Linked DNA regions of Mus musculus: all the other regions are linked to region 4. A link is a contact called in public HiChIP or PLAC-seq data. All regions are on one chromosome and are shown on one strand. Each heading gives the region's core, a stretch centred on a gene start, on an enhancer-like site or on the middle of the called end of the contact. The rest is flanking DNA. Distances are from core to core; before and after follow the strand shown. Region 1 overlaps Fndc3b (fibronectin type III domain containing 3B). Region 2 overlaps Fndc3b (fibronectin type III domain containing 3B). Region 3 overlaps Fndc3b (fibronectin type III domain containing 3B). Region 4 has its middle 4.6 kb from the start of Gm26040. Region 5 overlaps Fndc3b (fibronectin type III domain containing 3B).

What was found. HiChIP or PLAC-seq counts read pairs in DNA pulled down with a chosen protein or histone mark.
Region 1: an H3K27ac HiChIP or PLAC-seq map of the NIH/3T3 cell line shows a contact between it and region 4, with 5 times the contacts expected there. The contact joins two enhancer-like sites. A contact is called at or near these places in 2 of 39 promoter capture datasets (the 3T3-L1 cell line and liver), 5 of 484 Hi-C or Micro-C datasets (granulosa cells, liver, muscle stem cells and 1 more) and 5 of 115 datasets of contacts at active chromatin or transcription factors (the NIH/3T3 cell line, bone marrow-derived macrophages, extraembryonic endoderm stem cells and 2 more).
Region 2: an H3K27ac HiChIP or PLAC-seq map of trophoblast stem cells shows a contact between it and region 4, with 18 read pairs. The contact joins two enhancer-like sites. A contact is called at or near these places in 3 of 39 promoter capture datasets (cranial neural crest, hippocampal neurons and liver), 1 of 15 datasets of contacts at CTCF or cohesin (the NIH/3T3 cell line), 31 of 484 Hi-C or Micro-C datasets (the C2C12 cell line, the C3H10T1/2 cell line, the NIH/3T3 cell line and 18 more) and 12 of 115 datasets of contacts at active chromatin or transcription factors (acute myeloid leukemia, bone marrow-derived macrophages, embryonic forebrain and 7 more).
Region 3: a contact with region 4 is called in an HNF4G HiChIP or PLAC-seq map of pancreatic cancer cells. The contact joins two enhancer-like sites. A contact is called at or near these places in 1 of 39 promoter capture datasets (liver), 5 of 484 Hi-C or Micro-C datasets (bone marrow-derived macrophages, nephron progenitors, palatal mesenchyme and 2 more) and 6 of 115 datasets of contacts at active chromatin or transcription factors (bone marrow-derived macrophages, craniofacial prominence, extraembryonic endoderm stem cells and 3 more).
Region 5: a contact with region 4 is called in an H3K27ac HiChIP or PLAC-seq map of extraembryonic endoderm stem cells. The contact joins two enhancer-like sites. A contact is called at or near these places in 3 of 39 promoter capture datasets (cranial neural crest, hippocampal neurons and liver), 1 of 15 datasets of contacts at CTCF or cohesin (the NIH/3T3 cell line), 7 of 484 Hi-C or Micro-C datasets (bone marrow-derived macrophages, cortical neurons, granulosa cells and 2 more), 7 of 115 datasets of contacts at active chromatin or transcription factors (bone marrow-derived macrophages, embryonic hindbrain, embryonic stem cells and 3 more) and 1 of 9 other capture datasets (embryonic stem cells).

What each region holds. Positions count from the first base shown.
Region 1 is chr3:27,624,117-27,626,816 of GRCm38.p6, forward strand. All of the region lies in intron 2 of Fndc3b (fibronectin type III domain containing 3B), which reads right to left. Among named protein-coding and RNA genes, the nearest start is that of Mir3092, 40 kb to the left of the region's middle. Within about 2 kb of position 1,320, at least 63 of the 459 cell types and tissues checked have an H3K27ac peak or open chromatin away from gene starts, as enhancers often do. A contact at or near this core is called in the NIH/3T3 cell line, bone marrow-derived macrophages, granulosa cells and 2 more, where this site is marked.
Region 2 is chr3:27,688,871-27,691,570 of GRCm38.p6, forward strand. All of the region lies in intron 1 of Fndc3b (fibronectin type III domain containing 3B), which reads right to left. Among named protein-coding and RNA genes, the nearest start is that of Fndc3b, 20 kb to the right of the region's middle. Within about 2 kb of position 1,426, at least 186 of the 459 cell types and tissues checked have an H3K27ac peak or open chromatin away from gene starts, as enhancers often do. A contact at or near this core is called in the C2C12 cell line, the C3H10T1/2 cell line, the NIH/3T3 cell line and 11 more, where this site is marked.
Region 3 is chr3:27,651,522-27,654,221 of GRCm38.p6, forward strand. All of the region lies in intron 1 of Fndc3b (fibronectin type III domain containing 3B), which reads right to left. Among named protein-coding and RNA genes, the nearest start is that of Fndc3b, 58 kb to the right of the region's middle. Within about 2 kb of position 1,345, at least 60 of the 459 cell types and tissues checked have an H3K27ac peak or open chromatin away from gene starts, as enhancers often do. A contact at or near this core is called in extraembryonic endoderm stem cells, palatal mesenchyme, pancreatic cancer cells and 1 more, where this site is marked.
Region 4 is chr3:27,862,187-27,864,886 of GRCm38.p6, forward strand. No RefSeq gene overlaps it. Among named protein-coding and RNA genes, the nearest start is that of Gm26040, 4.6 kb to the right of the region's middle. Within about 2 kb of position 1,310, at least 169 of the 459 cell types and tissues checked have an H3K27ac peak or open chromatin away from gene starts, as enhancers often do. A contact at or near this core is called in the C2C12 cell line, the C3H10T1/2 cell line, the NIH/3T3 cell line and 16 more, where this site is marked.
Region 5 is chr3:27,606,325-27,609,024 of GRCm38.p6, forward strand. All of the region lies in intron 3 of Fndc3b (fibronectin type III domain containing 3B), which reads right to left. Among named protein-coding and RNA genes, the nearest start is that of Mir3092, 23 kb to the left of the region's middle. Within about 2 kb of position 1,292, at least 221 of the 459 cell types and tissues checked have an H3K27ac peak or open chromatin away from gene starts, as enhancers often do. A contact at or near this core is called in the NIH/3T3 cell line, bone marrow-derived macrophages, extraembryonic endoderm stem cells and 5 more, where this site is marked.

The DNA of each region.
Region 1 (2,700 bases), core at 70-2,569, 240 kb before region 4:
CTGCCCAAACACTCATGGGTGTGGGCCCATCCATACACTGAAGCATGGTCATCCTACCAGAGGTCACACACTTAAAGATGACTGAGTCTCCATGCCCTAGCTGCCACCGGCTATCGCTAGTTCCTCGCCTGGAGGGAGGGCATGGTGAGCCTCTCCTCTTTCTGGGCTGGAATGCTGACTGGCTCATCGTTGTACAGGCACCCACAGCCGCTGTGAGTGCACCGGTGCAGTTGTGTCCTGACCAGAAGACACTGCTTCAGTCCAGTACCCCATGACCTCTGGCTCTTAGAATCCTGCTGCCTCCTCTTCTATGATGGTCCCCAGGTCCTGGGGTAAAGGGAGTGTGACAGATGTGCCACTTATTGAACACTCCACAGAGACTTATTACAGTCTACATCCTGGACAGTTTTGAGTTGGCTAACCGACATCTACTGCACATAAAAACTTCTCTGGTGAGGTCTGAACACTAATCAAGAAAGACAAAAACTTAGAGGACGTTTTGATACTATGTCCACTTTGCAAAATATAGAAATAGATGCTCCCCTGGGACGGCTGTCAGCTGAGCAGTCTTGGTCAGATTTATAGCATCAGGCATGTGTTCCTCCTGTGGAGTAAATCTCACTTCTCTTTGACAACCCCAAGTTCATATACCGCCTCCACACAACCATCAGCAATGGCCTGAAAATACCACTCAGCATTACTATGGAAAGTGCCAGGCAAGAAATAGGATTTCTGAACTGATGTCACACTCTGCCTACCACACTGCTTGAAACAATTTTCTGTAACCATTGACACCAGGACACAATTCAAGGAATGATCTGGAAGCACCCACCTCTTCTGAAGTCTGTTTGTCAAGTCTGTGTGTGTGTAGTCCTCGCCCAAACACCCCTCAGCTTACAGAGTTCAGTGCCTAATCCCTTCTCCCTCCCTTCTTCAGGAAGATGATAGATAAATGGCTTTTAAGCATCTCTTCGGATGTTTAGTTCATGTAATTTTCACTGCTGCTGAGTTGCTATAGCAACCAGATTGTAATCTACCAAGCTACCTTAGAAAGGAGGTAAAGCTCTCGCCTCCTAATAGCAATCTCTCTCCTCACAAGAGCGAAGTCACAGCTGGAACACACTGTATTGAACTGGCCACTGGATATTTTTAGGAGAAGGCATTTGACTTTACTGAGAGAGACTGACCACTGTGCCACTGTCACTGTCAATGACAGAGATAAAAATAAAGCTTTGACACCGCAGCAGCCCAGTGGCCTGTCCTAACCACAGGCGTGAATGAGCCACCGGCACCAGGCCTTGCATCACACAGCCGGGAGAAGCGTGAATCACATCCCCGCAAGGCCAGGAACAGCGAACTTTCTGAGCCATGCATGTCAGTTCTCTTCTGCCTCACCCCGCTCTTCCCATCACTGCCCTCCCCCAGCAAAGCTGCTAAGAGTCCCCTTTAGATGCTAGGCCCACTTAGCAGAATATCGGAGTAAATTTACCCCTGGGAAGCCCTTCAGCCTCATCGTTTTCTGTTCATTCGTTGGCCATTTCCTGCTTTTCGAAGTCAGTATTAAACCAATTCACGCTGCGCTGTCTCTTCTAAAGGGGAAGAGAAGGATCCTAATCACAGATTTTCCTTTCCCAGAGACACTGACACAGAGCCAAGCTGTCAGTCAGAGCAGGAAGCAGGAATGCTTCAAACCTCGGCCTACATGGCCTCATCAGAGCTGCTCCAACTGCAAGGGCCATCGGAGTCAAGAAGTCTGAAATAAGCATGAGGCAGATTAGCAAGGCAATGAATGACAGCAACTCTCCATTCTTGCTAAGTATCAAAGATACAGAAAATAAGACTTAGAATACAACAGAGCAAAAAGCTAAATGCAGCACTCTAGAAATAACTGCTTCACCCAAGGGACAGGCTGGAGGAAGACCCTGCAGCTCTTCCTTCATAACTGTCAATCTAACTGCTTCTTACTCATGAGGAAAGAAACAAGACAGGAGGAAGCTAAGGCTAGGCCTGGAGGCAACTCTGCCCTAAAGGCAAGCTCCTGACATCTGCCTCAAATAAAGACTATCATCAGAAGGAGGCAAACTGCGGTTGAGTTTGGAACAACCAGGTCTCTATAGCAAGCTCCAGGCTGGCTGGGGTTACACTGTAAGATGGTGTCTCAAAAATCAGTTAATAAAGAAAAATAGAAGCATTAAGCCTCAGGATGGTGGTGGCTTAGCTGGTAAGGTTCTTATCTTGTAAGCACAAATACATGAGGAAGAGGCTCAGAACTCGAGTCTATGGAAAACTCTAAGTGTGATGGTGCGTGCTCGAAAGCCCTACTCCAGTGAGACGGAAACAAACCGATTCCTGGTGCCTGCTGGCCAACCAGCCAGATGAGCAGCAGACTTGCCAAATCCCAGGCCAATGAGGGATGTTGTCTCCGGAAAACAAAACAAAACATAATAAAATAAAACAAGAATATAAAAGGGTCAGGGAGAGGCGGACAGTGCATGGGGAATTACATCAAAGTTTTCTCTAACATGCCATGGCCACCGCTGCCATCACCATCACCTGAGTAAAGCCCTGCAGAGAATCAGTCCATTAGAGAAGCCTCTCTGGGAGAGCAGTACTGACTGATCAAAGGTGAAACATTGCCTCTGCAGCTTCCTGGGAGTTCTATTTGGTACCCAGAAGATCAAGAGCCACAGCAGGAGAGGA
Region 2 (2,700 bases), core at 176-2,675, 170 kb before region 4:
GAACCCACAGACTAAACTGAGATCCACAGTTGTCCTCTGGTCTTCCCAAGCAAGCTATGTTACACACACACACACACACACACACACACACACACACACACACACACAGTAAAAATAATTAAAAGCAAAGGGCAGGGGCTCCCAAAGAGATATAAATGTCAAATGACAGCAGCAAAGACTGGGAATGCTGTGTTATTTTAAGGAGCTAGAAAATAATTGAAGAAAACTGAGGAAAAGACACACAAAAATAAAACACCCTTCAAAAAGCATTCATTAAAAAGCGGCGTGTTATAGCTCAAGCCTACAATCACAGCTTTTGAAAGTTAGAGGCCGAGGACTGGGAGTTCAAGGCCAGCTGCAGCAACACTGCTAGCCTGGGCAACAAGAAACCGTGACTCACAAAACAAAAAGTATATAATAAACAAATATTTCACAAATAAGGAAGACAGCTATGACACATATACATAAATAAAAATGCGGGTGGCTCCACAGATGGAGAAATCTTAACCCCTCAGGGGAGAGGAACAGGCCGGCTTCTTCAGCAGAGGTCCACAGCAACTTCTGTCTAGGGTGAGAGGCCCAGGAAGGCAATCCCTGCCTCTGCCTCCCATCACTCTGCTCTCCAGTCCCTCTCACATGCTGACTTTTGTCCTTCAATCACTTAGGATTGCATCCTCACCATGGTATATGGGCTGGGGAAGAACCATTAGAAATCAAAACGGAAGGAAAAAGAGGAAGGGGGGAGGGAGAGCGGGAGGGAGGAAGTGATGAGCACACTAAGACTGAATCACGAAGCAGGGCCTGGTGGCAGATGCCTCTGATCACAGCATGTGGAGGACCTTGGCAAGAGGACCGGGAGTTCAAGGCCAGCCTCAGGCACACAGCCAAGTCAAGCTGAGGCCAGCCTGAGCTACTCGAGATCCGGCCTGGGTCATAAAGTACATTAAAATATTATATATATAAAATCAGCTTTACTAAAATTACCAGATTCTGCCTAGAAACACTGGGGACAAAAAGGAAATGCCACTTTCAAAGAGGAGAAGAGTAGCTGGCAGCTGGGGTATAGGAGGCAGGTATGGGCACAAAGGAAGCCACTTGCCAGCCCTAGAAAAGGAAAGTGGTCACTCTGTCACCAGTCTACAAGACGGCCTGGGAAAGGGCAGAATGGGAACTGGACCCTTCAGGGCCAGGCTGGCAGGCACCAGCATCAGGCCATCTCCACAGCCTGTGTGGGAAGCCATTAAGAACCAAGACCCCCATGAGTCACACGGTACATTTCTCAGTACCGCCAGGCAGGTGACCACACCAACACAGTCACACTCTAACACACATCCCCAGTAACCTGTATGTGTTCCTGTGTGGAACTGAAAGGTTAACACTGCAGAAACAGCAGAGGTCCCCTTGGCTCTCTGCCCTGACTTCGTTAAGATTGTGCAACTTGTACAAATAGAACCATTTCCTGTCCGCTGCACAAAGCAGCTAATGGACTGGTACAATCCGGGGATGACTTAACGGAAGAACTCAGCCCACTGCTGTCTTACTGCACTGTTTCAAAAAAGAAATGAAGGGAAAGGAAACCGCTGGCCACCAGTGTCTGTCTGAACGTCAGTCAGTCCTTTATGATGTCCTCTCACACAGGTGGCAAACGACAAAGCCAGGAGAATCCACTTGACCGTAGCCACGAGACAATAAGCATCATACCCCGCCCCCTAACATCCTCTATTAATATAGTCCTAAAGGGTCGGCAGGACTGGCTCACCAGGCTCAGTCCCCAGAACCCACATGCTCCAGGACAGAACCAACTCCCAAAAGTCTTCCCATGGCTTCCACGTGAGTGTTATATATAGCACGCGAGCATCCACGGTCACACGCACACAATAATGCAAACGGCAGGCTTCAAAATGATATGCAAACCAGGCCATTTTGGAAGGAAAGCATCAAAACTGATACAGCTACAGCTCAGCTGGCAAAGTGCTTGCCCGGCATGCATGAAGCCCTGGGTTCGAACCTGCAGCCTATCAGACAGACATGGTGTATATGCTATACACCTAGCATAAAGGATCAGAAGTCCAAGGCCATCCCCGGCTACACAGTAAGTTCAAGGCCAGCCTGGGCTACATAAAACCCTGTCTCCAGAAACACCTGATATAAATTAAAGTTAAAAGTTCAGAAGCATCCAGTGTCCACACAGTATACATTCTAATTGTAGAAGACAAGTGTCAAAGAAGAATAGGAAGAAGGGGTGGGGGAGGGGAAGGAGGAATACAGCCTGGGCTCCCACGGCCCACATTACCCTCCAGTAAGTAAAGCTCTTTTGCGTAAGCTATGTGGTGTGAGTATTTATTATCTGCAAACACAATAAACCTTGCCTAAACACTCTCATTCTTTCTATCTATCTGCACACAAGTTCAGGGAGCACAGTTGCTTGCTGTCTTTAGTCAAAATTTTCCTATAGTTCCAAGAAAATAGAATTAGAACATTGCTTTCAAGTGAAAAAATCTAACAGAAATGTCCTACTGGTTCAAACACATGGCATCCCTATGTCACAACAGATGTCTCCCTCTGTCATTAAGTCACTCATTCAATAAACACTAACTGAGCATCATTGTTTGCCAGACACTATGTACAAGAGAGCAAGAAACACACGGTACCTGCCTTCAGTGGATCTAGATCTTTAGTGGGAAACTAATGGGAAGAGGA
Region 3 (2,700 bases), core at 95-2,594, 210 kb before region 4:
GAATTGACTCTAAAGTTGAACAATTAATTCTGTGTTTTATAAAGTAGCAGAATTAGAGAAGAGCCCTCACACTCCTTTCTGCTCTTAAGAGATTATGTTTTTAGCACCAATTCCCTGCCCTGCTTACTCACTACAGATTAAACTAAAGCTAGAATCAAACGGGAGCCTGTGACGCCTGAACTGTCTTACTGGTTCGGGAGTGGCTTCGGCCTCCTTATTAAAGGGAGGAAGAACTTCAGTCGAAGGATGAGAACCAAAACACACGGTTGTGCTGGCGGCTGCTGTGTTTTTATGCCAATGAAATCTAATTTTACAGCTGAGTTCTACCCTGTGCAGGAAAGACACTTGCCATGGCTTGCCACCTGAATGAAGGAAAGGGAGGTGATAATTGCTCATGCAGAAAACCCTCTTGAGACATGAGCAGTACCGAGAGGTATGTGCCCAGCTGGTTGGTTGAGGCACGAATAGTCTGGAATTTGCCTTCTTGTCTGATATGTATTCATTAGTGAAGTCAAATCACAGCCGTCTGGAAAAAAAAATCTTAAGCTTAAAAATATTCTGGCTTTTTGCATCCAATTAGAAGCATGGAAGCTCTGACAGAAATCCTGTGAAATAGAGTTCTTTCCATTAAAAATAAAACTATAGCAGAACAAAATGAATGGCAAGCCCCCCGAGAACTCCCATCCTGCTCTCGAGAGAAAGGGAAGGAAACTAACTCATTGGCTGTGCAGGCCTGTCATCGACACTCCACAGATCCATAGGTGTGGGCTGGGGACAGAACCTCGAGTGCTCATGGCCTAGCTCCACACCTGGACACCTGACAGGCCAGGACAGTGGTCACAGACACTTTTCTCCTTGTAACTTGGCTTTGAATATACTTTTAAGTGGCTTTCGTGAAGTCATTCACAGTACAGTCATGGCAGAACACCCAGAGTTACTTAGGGAAAGTACTATTTTCAGGAGAGGAAAAAAGTCCAAATATAAGTTCTCTATGAATATACAGAGGTTTCTTTCATAGCACGCCCCACAGACCAAACTTTTAGAGGAAAAAAAAAAAAAAAAGGAAAAAAGTTACATCACCGTATATACACAATCTCTAGACCCCAAATCCATATCTCAGCTCTGCAAATATTAACCGAGAGAGGAAAGGGGCTTATCTACGGAAAACGTTTACCAAGGGTTGGTTTGTTTAGTTCATTGTTTTTGAATGGTATTTAAGTAAGGCTGCTGACAGAACCAGACACTTTTACTGGAACACTTAGATTCCAGGGCCCTTCATACCACAGTACCTCTGACACCCCGCCTGGACATCCCAAGGATGGCAGCCTAGCATCACAAGAAAACATTCCAGAACGATGAGCCCTGCTCACTTGCAGCCGAGTCAGCTTAGCAGCATATTTTTGCTAAGGATGACTGTAACTGCAAACATGTATTTTCTATAAGTGAGATGTGGAATTTCGTGTATATTTCCTTCTACTCTTTCTCAAGGGACAATATAAGGAAAGTCAGAATCAGTCTGGGCCACCGTGAACGCCTGCTATGGTGGTCGAGTAGGAGTCAGAGACCCTGTGATCCCTTCCAGGCCCAGCGCACGCCCAGGCAGCCTGCAGGCACAGCATGCCTGGCACCCTGGAAGCACTTAGGCAGACCCTGCTGTATTTCAGGTGTCTGAATACTTCTGCACAGGCTCCCTGACTCTCAATCTCTCTGCCTACAGAATAAGTAATTGGTTCTTCAGCACATGACTTCTAGATCATGTCATACAACCAACCTGCATTTTTATATCTCTACTTAGAGATCTAGTATGAATGAAGCTCACATGTAAACTATCTCAACACCTGCCTGGGTACTAACAACTAAGTATAGCACCCTTTAGCGGGGGAGGGAGAAGGCTTTTAAGCATAATCAACAAGTTGCTTTCTGGAAGGGTCTGCAGGAGTTCTGAGCATCATTCACACTAATTCTATCAGGCCTCACGACATTCCTGTGAATGGTCAGCACAACTTCCATGACATCTAAGTCTCTGCCCAGGAGAAGTAGGAAGTGCAGACACCGGCAATGAGCCAGGGCTCCTAGTGAGCTCTCAGAGATCAGGGACTCTCAGCACAGAACAAACCTGGATGAGTGGACAGACGCAAAATGGCCAGGCCAGAGGGTTTGATGGCTAGATGAAATGACCACAAAGACCAAACCCAGAAGAGGTAAATTCTACAGGGACCCTAAGAGTGCCACACCTTGTCTCCCAGGCGTACCCAATCCCTTCTACAATGGCAAAGAGCTTTCAGGCTTCAGTGAAACCTTACCAAGACAGAGACCTCAGAACGTTTTAAGATAGATACCTTGAGGAATGTTAAGTTACTCCATCATCCAATCTCTTAGCCCAGATGGCAAAGACTTAGCACACAGGATGGAGAGGGAACTCCATGGTAAAGGTACCTGCTTTTACTTCAAGCCAATCCCTGCAACCAACATGGGGGAAGGAGAGGGCCAAACCTAACCTTTGTAACATATTCATACTCATACACACACAACCACACACACTGTAACATACATACACACACTCATACACATACAATCACACATTCTGTAACACACACACACACACAAGAAAGTGTAACAAGGCATTTAAAAAAACTTAAGAGCAGGAAAAAAAGGCAGAAATAAAATATAAAGAGCTAAAGTGGCCCCCTGGTGACAGGA
Region 4 (2,700 bases), core at 60-2,559:
AAGAAGGAAGAGGAGGAGTGGGGGGAGGAGGAGGAGGGGAGCTAAAGAAACTCACAGGAAAGTTCTATGTCTCTCGAGGACCACACAAGTTCGTAGCTGACTCCCCACACCTTCTAGTGCTTATGTGAGTGTATGGGTGCTGGGGAGAGTAGACCCTTCCACGGAGATGCCAGCAAGTTGTACAGAGACTGGTAGAGTTCTGTTTCTTTGGTCTGCTATTACCCTCTCTGCCCAGGTGAATAGGCCTTTCTGTGCATGTCTCCAGAAAAGTCAGGACAGCAGAGTCATAAGACATTTGTTTCAGTCAGAAAAGGGCAGATGTAGCTCTGCCTAGGGATTGGCAGTTGGACACTGAAGCAAGGTTTAAATCCTCCTCCTTCCCCTTGGACCAGCCACAAGACAGTCAATAAATAGTAGTGAACCCTGACCTAGGTCTAGGGAGAGTCTACCATTCACTTCCCAGACTCCCCACTCCTGTTCTCCAGACTCTCCCCTCTCATTCTTCCCTCCACCTCCCTCTCCCTCCCCCCAACCCCCAATCCCTGTTACCCTCTCTTCCAAGGTGCTCTAGCCAAGGATATTAACAAAGAGGCAGGAGCTGAGCTAGGCAGGCCCTTCCTCTGCAGATTCTGGGACTTGCTGTGGCTGTCAGGCTTCTCTACTGTTGTGATTGTTTTTGTTTTTGTTTTCTTCCTTCATGGAACTGGATCGCTGCTCTGGTGTCATTTGCTTCATTGCATTGCAAGAAAATGATGTCATACTGTGGGGCCCTGGTCCATTTCCCAGCTTCTAACCTAAGTCTCCTGACCTTTCTCATCTGCCTGCTCTTGGAGAAAATGAAACACATTGAAGCATACAGGTCAGCAAACCTCAGGAAGGCCTCTGCGCCTCCAGGATGGGCAGGAACGTTAATGACCCCCACACAGCCTTATCTGGTTGTCACATGGCAAGGACCCCCTGCCTGAAAAATGGGGGAAGGAATGGCTTCGGGTTGTGCTTGCAGTTTCCTGGCAGAAGCCTTTCTTCCCTTACGGTGGCTTTAATTACTAGTGTCGGTGTTCAGTGTAATTCTGGCTCCTCCCATGGTTTCTGCTCTTTGTACTAAAGTCTGTCCGAAAACTTAAATCTTACACGCTGCACTTGTGTCTTCTTGTCTGAGGACCGGTGAGCCCTCAGCATGAGTGACATTATGGAATTACTTCCTGGCATGTCAAAGGCTGAAACTGCCCCGTCTTTCAGGATTGTGGAGAGCCAGGCTTGGACTGGATCGCTGCTCTGGTGTAAGTTTTCCTCTGCCAGGAAACCAGTGCTTGCGCATCATTTGCATACAGCCAATGAGAGCCATCTACTGTTCAGAGGAGGTTTTGGAGCTTGTATGACGACATCCTGGAAAAATCTCAGCTGGGGAAAGGCGACTTTTCCCCCCTCTCCCTAAGCCCCATCTTAAATAGTTTCCTTCCCACAGCCCATATGTCCACATTCAAAGTAAGAAACCCAGCCCATTCTCCTGCCCCGGCCCCTGTCCCTAGCTCAGGAATCTCGACAGCCACACAAAACTGGAAATTGGCTGTTTAAAACGAAGGTGCCATATTCGTTCCAGTCTGTAAACTAGACATTTTTTGGCACACAGCGCTGAAGAATTAACCCTTTGATTTCTCCCAGACAAGGGCACAGTAAAATGCCTGTTCTTTTCTTTGTGACCAGAATGGCAAACACCAACCTGTTGCAGTTCTTAACATCGTGAATGGGGTTCTGGTTAACCTAAGGCATATACGATTGTGCTATTTCACATAATTCCGCGAAAACTGGATAATGTTCAGGTTTCTGAAACTGTACACATTTCCCCCAGATTTTCTTCCCTCAGTTCTAGAAAGCAACTATTGGACTGTCCATGTCTTTGAGGGTGTGGTAGCACCCAGAGATCTGGCTTGTTGGTAAAATGTCTGAAGGTCAGCTTTAATTATTTCAGCACTGAGTGGGACACAAGAAAGCAAGATGTAGGTGCATGAATAAGCAGGGTGCCCCATACTGAGGGGAGAGCTTAAATGTTATTAACTCGGACATTATACTAACAAGTCCCTACGTGTGCAATCACCAGACCACGGCTAGAAATCTTATCGTTCCATTACGGGGCAGATAACAGTGTGGTGATCGAAGACCCGGGGCCTGGGAGACTTGCACTGGATTGCTAGATAGCAATGTTTCAGCCCTGTGCCCTTGAAGAAGTCACGAAGCCTCTCCCAATCACAGATATCAGATCTGCAAAATGAAGGTGTTTATGTCTTATGTCTGAAGTGTTATGTCTAAAGTGTTTACTCTGAATGTGTCCGTTTTCAGATGAGTGGGATCCATACTGACTGATGTTTGAAGACATGTACTAAGTGTGTGGAACGAAGCTCGAAGCCTTGAACTCTTACATGATGCGTCTGTGTGATGTGTACAGGTGTGCATGCACCACACTGCATGCGTGAAGTCAGAGGACCAAGTTGTGGAGTCAGTTCTCTCCCTCCCCATCAAATGGGTTCAACAGAACTGATCACAGACCTGGCTGTTAGAGTCCAAGCTGCACCACCGGGCTTTTTGTTATACGTTGAATCCCATTGATTCTTTCAGCAAGACTGAGTTAGCAATTCTGATGATCCCTATTTGACTAGGAGGAAATTGAAGTCTGTCTTAAAATGGAAGAGGAGGAAGCTTCCC
Region 5 (2,700 bases), core at 42-2,541, 260 kb before region 4:
TGGAGCTCACTGTACCAGCAAGCCTGGCCAGCCAGCAGTCTTCGGGAATGACACCCTGCCCGCCTGTGTTCTACCTCATGGCCCACTGCTAGAATTACATGCACTCTACTGGGCGGCCTTTCCCAGGAGTACTGAGCCTAGGCCCTTGTCCTCCCATTTGCAAAGCTAGCATTCTAATGGCAGGGCTATCTCCCTGATCTCTTCATCTCTGATATTCCTGCCACATCAACTGAACTCCTGAAAACACCTGAATGGTTCTCTCTAGCCTGCCACCACAATGCCGCCTCAAAACTGTGCCAGAAAAAGCTATAGAGCTTTCAGTCTGAGGTTCCACAAAAGCCACTACTGTAGAATATGGCCCTGCCCGAGGCGACAGTTTCACCCACAAGATGAAAAAGGTGGCTCACATCAGTGGTTTCTCAGTACTGTAGCCTGTGAGCCCAGGGCTGTCAGGAGAGAAATGCCACGGGTCACCACAGGAGCAAGAGAAGCAGGTTAAGCTCAGAGAGGCCAGCCTTCACACTCAACCTTCCGTGGGCATCAGAGTGAGAACAACGAAAGAAACAGTCCACATTAACTCTCTTAAAGCAGAGGACACCAAGGAATTGTCTCTGGATTTGTTCAAATAAACATGCTGGTACTGAAGGCCAGCTGAAATGTAAGGACATAAGAAGTATCTAATTGGTAGCTGCTGCCGTGGGTGGAAACCGCACACCAGGGCGACCTGAGCCTGCACAACTTCTGAGTCTTCCAAGTGAGTGGCGCCTGCAGCTTCTGAATCCTGGGCTTGAGTTCTGACCGGGCTTCTTTCACAGAGACTTACACTCCACTTGTTAACTTTGTAGTATCTCTACTGTGTCCAGCCTCCCCACCCCCACCCCCAATCTTTCTGCACACTGCAGAGGATGTCTGAGCGCTCAGATAGACTCCCCCAGCAAGTGTGTGGCCTGGGAAGCCTACAGCATGCAGTCCAGCTTTCTCCAACATCTCTCAGGGCAGACGGGGTATCACCCCACCCCAGAAGTTTGTGCCTACTGATAAGCACCCCTCCCTAGAGGCAAACAAATCACAGATTCTTGGGGCAGTCATCACCCTCCCCAGAGTCTCCCTCCTCCTCCCTTCCTATAAGAAAGGTGTCTTTCAAGTCTATCTACAGGGAAACCTGAACAGTTAGGCACTCTCCCTCCCTGTTTGCTCCTTCTCTGGCTGGAGACGCCCACCTTCCTGGCTCCCCGCTCAGCACACTGAGGTGCTCTGTTCTGCTCAGTGGCAGGAGGCCACGTCAGCAGGAAGCAGCATTGGCTGCCAGGTCACATTCAAGGCTGTCTGGAGCAGGGCAGCCCGCAGCCTAAGACAGAGGCTGCCTCTGTGGCTTTTCTCCAGCCTAGAGGAAGGCAGCCTCTGAACATTACAGCAACAAGAGCTTAAGGGGAGACACCAAACACCTTGGTTCTGTCTCCCCGTTTCTAAATGTTCCCCAAATAGCTGTAGTTACAGTAATCCCCCCTCTTTTTCCCCTCAGAGCACTCACTGTACTACTTCCAAATTTGTATTTGGAAAAGGCTGCCACAAGCCAAATCAAACTTCATCGTGGCTTTCTGGCTCCCGAGCCCGACAGAGGAAATTCTACAAACCCAACCGACCAATCTCAGCAGCCCTGATAGGCATGAGTCAGGGTGGAAAACTTGACCTAAGGGGCTGACGCAGAACAGTGGTCAGTGCGGGTCTTTCTTCTTTCTTCTGAACTCACACAGTAAATACTGTATACAAAGAAGCCATGTCAGATGCCAGGTGACACCTCACAGGACGGATTCATGACAAGCAACAAGTCAGCCACCCTGTTCAGACACTCTGAATGAAGGACAATCCCGTATTCATGAAGCTGCCTCATTAAAGTCCAAATCGAACCCATCTGTGGCAACCAATATGTGCTAGACCAGCAAATGCAAAGATGAGCGATGGAAGTCTCTAGAAGCTTTATAACGTAAAAGACAGATTTTACAAAGAGGCTAGGTAAAACATAATAGATACAACCCGTAACACTGACAAACATGCCCCCTCACACAGCACGCCCACTAAGTGTAAATGTGGCTACATGTCAATATGTATATACTTCTGGAGGAGGAGGAGGAGGAGAAGGAGGAGGAGGAGGACGAGGACGAGGATGAGGACGAGGACGAGGAGGAGGAGGAGGAGGAGGAGTTGGGCTTGGCAGTACTTGTCTAACTCCAGAGCAGGTTGGTGGAGGACACAGGCAGGGGCATATTCCTCTTGCTCTCTGCTTTAGTGAGACTCTACCTCAAGAAACAAGGTGGACAGCAGTAAAGGAAGGCAATGCTGGGCTTGGGTGCCATAGAATATGGGCTTCTACATGTGTTCAAAGATGATAATGCCTAAACAAACCAGTCATATTTCTGCAACTGGGATGTAGAAACAATCCAAAACAATTCCTTTTTTGTTTAGACAAACACAAACATATAAAATGATTATGCAAACACCAAATTAAAAAAGACACACAGCAGTTTGTGATTTTGAAGTCTAATTAAATCTAGATGAGAGACTGAAAAATCAACTTAGTCTCTTTTCTTGATACCAAGGAATATCTTTCTCTCAGTTTAACATCTTTTGTGGGAAGGACAGCTTGCTGTAGACAATGGTGACTCAGTTCAATAGATGGTCTGTTTTCCTTGACAGTTTGTA